Regions from separate parts of the Mus musculus genome. Here region 1 is linked to region 2. Evidence: chromatin contacts called from public HiChIP or PLAC-seq data. All regions are on one chromosome and are shown on one strand. Each heading gives the region's core, a stretch centred on a gene start, on an enhancer-like site or on the middle of the called end of the contact. The rest is flanking DNA. Distances are from core to core; before and after follow the strand shown.

Evidence for each region. HiChIP or PLAC-seq counts read pairs in DNA pulled down with a chosen protein or histone mark.
Region 1: a FOXA1 HiChIP or PLAC-seq map of pancreatic cancer cells shows a contact between it and region 2. The contact joins two enhancer-like sites.

Annotation. Positions count from the first base shown.
Region 1 is chr3:123,092,222-123,095,334 of GRCm38.p6, reverse strand. All of the region lies in intron 4 of Synpo2 (synaptopodin 2), which reads left to right. Among named protein-coding and RNA genes, the nearest start is that of Myoz2, 59 kb to the right of the region's middle. Within about 2 kb of position 1,799, at least 68 of the 459 cell types and tissues checked have an H3K27ac peak or open chromatin away from gene starts, as enhancers often do. A contact at or near this core is called in pancreatic cancer cells, where this site is marked.
Region 2 is chr3:122,525,480-122,528,786 of GRCm38.p6, reverse strand. Bcar3 (breast cancer anti-estrogen resistance 3) reads right to left here. Exons shown (of 12, transcript NM_013867.3): 11 at 3,288-3,307. Among named protein-coding and RNA genes, the nearest start is that of Mir7657, 15 kb to the left of the region's middle. Within about 2 kb of position 1,811, at least 11 of the 459 cell types and tissues checked have an H3K27ac peak or open chromatin away from gene starts, as enhancers often do. A contact at or near this core is called in pancreatic cancer cells, where this site is marked.

The DNA.
Region 1 (3,113 bases), core at 550-3,049, 570 kb before region 2:
ATCAGACATTTAAATACGTGGGCCTATGGACGCCATTCTCATCCAAACCACCACACTTACCTTCCTCCTTATTGAATTGTTCCAGTTCCTGTACATTGAATCCTGTGCTTACCCACCCTGTCTTGACCATGGTCCACTCTATTGGTTTTGTTTGTTTGTTTGTTTTGTTTTGTTTTGTTTTGTTCTTGTCTTAGTCAGGGCTTCTATTCCTGCACAAACATCATGACCAAGAAGCAAGTTGGGGAGGAAAGGGTTTATTCAGCTTACATTTCCACATTGCTGTTCATCACCAAAGGAAGTCAGGACTGGAACTCAAGCAGGTCAGGAAGCAGGAGCCGATGCAGAGGCCATGGAGGGATGTTCCTTACTGGCTTGCTTCCCCTGGCTTGCTCAGCCTGATCTCTTATAGAACCCAGGACTACCATCCCAGGGATGGCACCACCCACAATGGCACTCCCCACTTGATCACTAATTGAGAAAATGCCTTACAGCTGGATCTCATGGAGGCATTTCTTCATGGGAGGCTCCTTTCTCTGTGATAACTCCAGCTGTGTCAAGTTGACACACAAACCCAGCCAGTACAGGTTTTTGTTTGTTTGTTTTTTGTGGGTTTTTTTTTTTGTCTTGTTTTTGTAATGTCTAGTACTCTGAATTGGTGTTTCTCTGTAATTTCTTTGTTGGCTTTCCTGTTTATACTATGTATCACCTCCTTATTTCATTCATCTCTTTGTGACCTTGATCATGTGTACGGTCATTACTTCAGGTTCTATGTGGGAGTTCATCTAACTCACTCCAACTAGGTGCCGTTACTGAAGGCTAACTCTATTTGGAAGAGTTCTGATTTTTTTTGTTTTTTTTTTGTTTGTTTGTTTGTTTGTTTGTTTTTTAAATGTTGCTATGTTGGGATGTATGCATCTAATGTCTTGTTTTGGTTTTTTGTTTTTTTAGGGTTGGTTTAGTTTTGACCAACTATTTTCCTTCATTTGAAGTATTTGCAATTTTCACACAGACTTGAATGTGTTAGAGCTCAATGTGCTGTAGTTGAGAAAATAATTCCTCACTCCCGGAGCTCCAGATGCCTGGTGTAAGCTCCGTACCATTCCCCAAGTAGAATATTAACTGCAAGACCAACCACAGTGGCTGAATACTAACACTATTCAAATATTTTATTAGCCAATTCCCAACAGTGACTCCTTCGGCTTCAATAACTTTTGGAGGATAAACAGGCAAGGATAGCATGGAGTGTACTTGGAGTTTAGTTAACATACTTGTTCTTTAAAGAGAGAGAGCTCGTGAACAACCATGGAGGGCGATGGGCAGAGAGGTGGGGAGAGTGGGGGAGGAGTGGGGGAGGGGAGCTGTAACCAAGAAAAAATATATAAGAAACTGTTTACATAACCTAAAACTAGAAAATACGGTCAGGGTTAGGAGGGAAGCAGAGTAGGGGAGGAGAAATATTAAATTAACACTGAGTAGAAAACAGGGTGAGGTGGGTAAAGTGGCGGGGTGAGGCGAGGTGGGAGAGATGACCATGGGTTTAGAGGAAAAGATGAAGGGGGGGGGGGGGAGGCATAAGCAACAGCTCCCAAAACCTAACTGAGCACTCTAAAGACAAAGGCAAAGCCATCGGGAGACATACATAGAAGAGTAGAAAGTAAGTAGCAGAAAATAAAAAAGTACAAGAACGTCGTATGCCGTAAACTGCGGGCCCCGCTGCAAAGTTCAAAGACCACTTTCCCAGATCCCTCCGCCTCTTACAGGCCCTGTGCATGCAGGAGGGGTGGGTGGCAGGCACCGGCCTCTCTCTGCAGCCTTCTGGTTTCCCGGTAGTCCTACTCCCGGCTTGGGAGTAAGGGAGACTGTGAGCTTTCTTGTTTGTTCTGGCAGAACTCCAACATGCACTGTGGCTTCTTCCGGTCTTGCAGCTCCAGTGCATGTAAGGAGCAGTGTAGGCTGCTGCGAGCTCCTTCTGCACTTCTGATGCTCTTCCCAGGGCAGCTTTATCCAATCTAGACTCTTATTAAAATGTAATTAAATAATGCTACACATTATAAGCCTTTAAGATGGCACTTTCAGCTATTTCAATAGAATGCAGCTTATAGTAATAGAAGTATTTTAATAAGCTATAATTTATTCACTGGGTTCTTTTCAGAAGTTGGTAAAAATTGCTATAGTAACTGCTGTCGTGCCTTAAAATAGATTATTCAAATTAAATTTTATTGCCTATGCCTTCAATTCCTTTATGCAAATGCATGCAATGCAGACTTGGTGGCATGGGGTAAATGCCTTTAGTAGTTCCCATGCTTATTTGCAGGGAGGGGATTTACAGACTTTGGGAAGGATGACCGGAGGCAACAGACACCTAGTGCTCAGCATTCCGACCAGCACACAGTCAGTCTGTCAGCTCACAGTCAGTCTGCATCTCTAAAATGAAGAGATCAAAGAAGAATACACACAGATTTCTCCATAGCATGGCTCTCTCTGAACTTACGCTGAGAGCTACTGTTTTTATATTTTATCTTTTTTAAAATAGAACATCAGAAACCAACTACTCTTCTGTATTCTGGCCCACTCTGATCCAGCAGAGAGATGAGGTCAGGGGTGGTGTTTCTGGCCAGCACAGCTGCCTATGTTCTGGGAGCACGGGGAGGCAGGGCTGCCTTGGCACTCTCCGAGGCCTGCATCGCTCACCCCACTTCAAAGTCAAGGCCTGCTTCTATTTTTGTCTAGGGTCGGCAGCCCGCCCATGCAGTTGCCTCTTGAACAAAAGGTTCTGCCAGATCTCTGACACCTTTGAGCCACACAGTCTCATCACACAATAATAAAAATGGTCATGATTCGTTGTGCTGTGTGGCATTCAGTTTAGAAACTCTTCTACCCAGAATCTTGAAATGGCAGACAGCATTATTCCTACTTTACAATTTCAAGAACAGTTGAGCCCTAGTGAGAAACCGGACACCACAAGCCCATACCTGTGTGGAGTCTGAATTCCCATTCCTCCAGCCTGCTGGCTCTTACAGCCCTTGGCCTCTCTCCCAAAGGATCGTCTTTAAACGTGAGATAAAGCGTAGAAGTCTATTGTTTTGGTGCTTGTTTTAGTTTGTTTTCCATTG
Region 2 (3,307 bases), core at 562-3,061:
TGTGCTGAGATGCCTCTCTCTAAGCACCGTGGGAATCACCACTTACTTAATGCAGCACACACCACACCACACCACACCACACACTGGGATGAATGTATCACTCTGAAGAAGCTGCTTGCTTTTACTACAAAGCTTAAAGTTCAGTTTACACAGCACTTTCTAGTACGTGTGGACACTTGGAGCAAGAACACAATGAACTCTAGATAAAAACGCCTTCCCAGGTACTAATGGTGGACATTCTTCTTGATCCTGCCTTTTATTTATTCTGTCCCAGAGTAGAAAACAGGAGATACAGGACCCTGAGATCATCTGGAATTTCAGGACATAGTCTGGGGATGAATTGGAATAGTGAGAATGTCCTAGACATAGGAGAATTCCAGGTTGGAGAAGACAGCTCAGTCAGTGTTTGCTTTGTGAGCACAGAGGCCTGACTTCAATCTCCAGAATACACATTAAAGGGCTGCACGTACACAGTTGACAACTGGGACATCAAAACAAAAAAGCTGCTGACAGAGGATTAATACCTAGAAGAACTCAAAAAACAGCCAAGACAAATGGCCCAACTTTAAAAATGTGCTATTGAGTTCTCAAAAGAGACAAAAATAGCTAAGAAACACCTTTAAAGGTATTCACCATCCTTAGCAGTTAGGAAAATGCAAATTAAAACTACTTTAAGATTTCATCTTACCCCATTACCCTAGTCAGAGTGGCTAAGATCAAGAAAACAGATGCTGGCAAGGATGTGGGAAAGGGGAACCACCTTCACTGTTGGTGGAACTGTAAACTGGAGCAGCCACTTTAAGATTAGTGTGATTAATGCTCACACAGCATATGACCCACCTATGCCACTCCTTGGCATACGCCCCAAGGACTTGACATGGTACTACACAGATACATGTGCCGTCATGTTCAGTGTGCTCTGCACAGTAGCTAGGAAGTGGGAATAGACCTAAGTGTCCTTGGGCTGATGGATGCATAAGGAAAATGTGGTACATCTACACCATGGAATACTATTCAGCTGTGAAGAAAGTGAGAAAATGAATTTTGTAGGAAGCTGGATAGAACTAGAAGATACTTTTCTGAGGAGGGTAAACCAGATCCAGAAAGAATGCCTCCTGACAAGGGACCATGGTGGGTCATGTGGGGAGCTCTAGAGAGGAACAAAAGGACACAGGGGCTATGAAGGGGGATGCTTTGCCCCCTCTCCCTCCACTGCTACCAGCTTTAAAACAAACAAACAAACAAAAAAAAAACCAAAACCAACCCCCCCACACACACACACCAAGGATGACTGAAAAAACTATAAACATATTTGTATTTACTTATATTAGAGTGTGTGTGTATGTATATGTGTATACACACACACACACATATTTAATTTAAATCAAGTTGTGCCACTTGGGGTGATAATATTCCCCTCCCAAGAGCCATAGTCATAATCAATCTAAGAGAAACGTCAATGCCAGGCAGAGGAACCCTCTCTTGCAATCTTGGTCAAAGGGGTTCAAGAGACTCCCAGATCTTGAAGGTAAGACCCCGTTGCTGGATGAATGGAGCTGGAATTGACCTAGAAGCCTCCTCTATGAGGACTTGCTCTCCTAGCATCGGTAGATGCTCTACAGGGTAGCAAGTCCTGCTCAGCTTTAAAGCCTGTGAGCCACAACTATGACTATCATAGCAAGGTATTTCTCATGGTGCCGGAGTGGCACTTCTATCTTGGGGGTAACCAACAGCCATCTACTTGGATCAAAGGCACACTCATAGGAGGGAATTTGTGCCTAGTACTGTAAACCTAGTCAAATACCTGTGGTTGATGAGGTCACGGGAGAGCCTTCTACCACCACTCTTCTACAGCTGTAACTCCTGACTGCACTCTAAGGATCTACCCTTACACCCACAGATAGCTGCAGCTCTTGCCACTTACCAAAGCAGCCGCTTTTTGCGGCAGATAATGACCATCAACGAAAGTCCCCGATGGTCAGAATGCAGAGAACAGTTTATTGTGGGCTCCTGTCTCCCACCAGCTGGTACATCTACAATCCAATCTCTACACCTAAGGCTCAGGGTACATCAAGGAAGAAAGTGGGTGTGGAGAGACGAGAGCCAGAGGACCAAGATACATGCTCTGAGGTACTGCGTATGATAGAAAGTTGAACCCATGAAATCTCAGAAATATGGTCACCTAAACAAGACCCGTACAGTGGCAACACCGGCTGACATTCCAGAGAGGACGGAGCAAGTCTTATAAGGCCCCACCCCTAGATGAAGTGCTATAGAAATTAATGGCTGCTAAGAGAAGAGTCCGTCTCCTCTAGAGACCCAATCCTGGTTGGTCATCCCTTGACATACACACATATGAACAACACTAAATTGACTCAGTAGGTCATATTTGCAGATACATGTTTATGTGTATATATATGTAACAATAATTAAAGTGATCTACATAGGGAGACACAGGAGGTGAAAGTAAGTGTGTATGGTAGAAATTACATAAATACAGTACTCATGTACGACATTCTCAATAACTGATTTTTTTAAGCTGGTCTTGGTTGCCTGAGAGGTGGCTCGCAGTTGTGGGACCTGAGTTTGGCTGCTAGGACCTATGTCAGGTGGCTACAGCTGCCTACAGCTAGCTCAACAGTGTGATCCCTCTGGCCTCCCTTTCGCTCATGTTGTATACACGCCTACATAAAAACATACACACACACACACATATATGTATGTATGTTATGTATATATTTAAATTTTCTATTTCTCAAGACAAGAGTTTTTCTTGGCTGCCTTGAAATTCACTCTGTAGACTAGGCTGTCCTCAAACTCACAGAGATCCAACTGCTTCTGCCTCCCAAGTACTGAGATTAAAGGTGTGTGCCATCACTGCTCAGCTTGAAAAATACAGTATTTTTAAAGCGAGGCATAGATGGTTGTACCTCTAATCCCCACACTGGATGGACAGACAGGTAGAAGGGTCCCTGGGACTTGTTGGCCAGCCAGCCTAGCCTCCAAGGTAAGTTCCAGTGAGAGATGCTGACTCAAAGGGATGTATGGTGCCTGAAGAAAGAGATCTGAAGTTGACCTCTAGCTGCACACACTCGTGCACGCACGCCACAGTGAAACCCATTTCTTTGTATGCTCTTACACATTATCAAATGAGCAATGGCGTAGGAAATGTAGTGTCTACATCTTAATCCTTTCTGGTGGTCATTTTTCTGACCGAGGGCATCCATCCCCTTTCTTTTCTTCTTCCTAATCCCTGTGCAGAGAAGATTGCAGGAACAAGTCCCTACCTGCCAGGATCCTCTCAGCA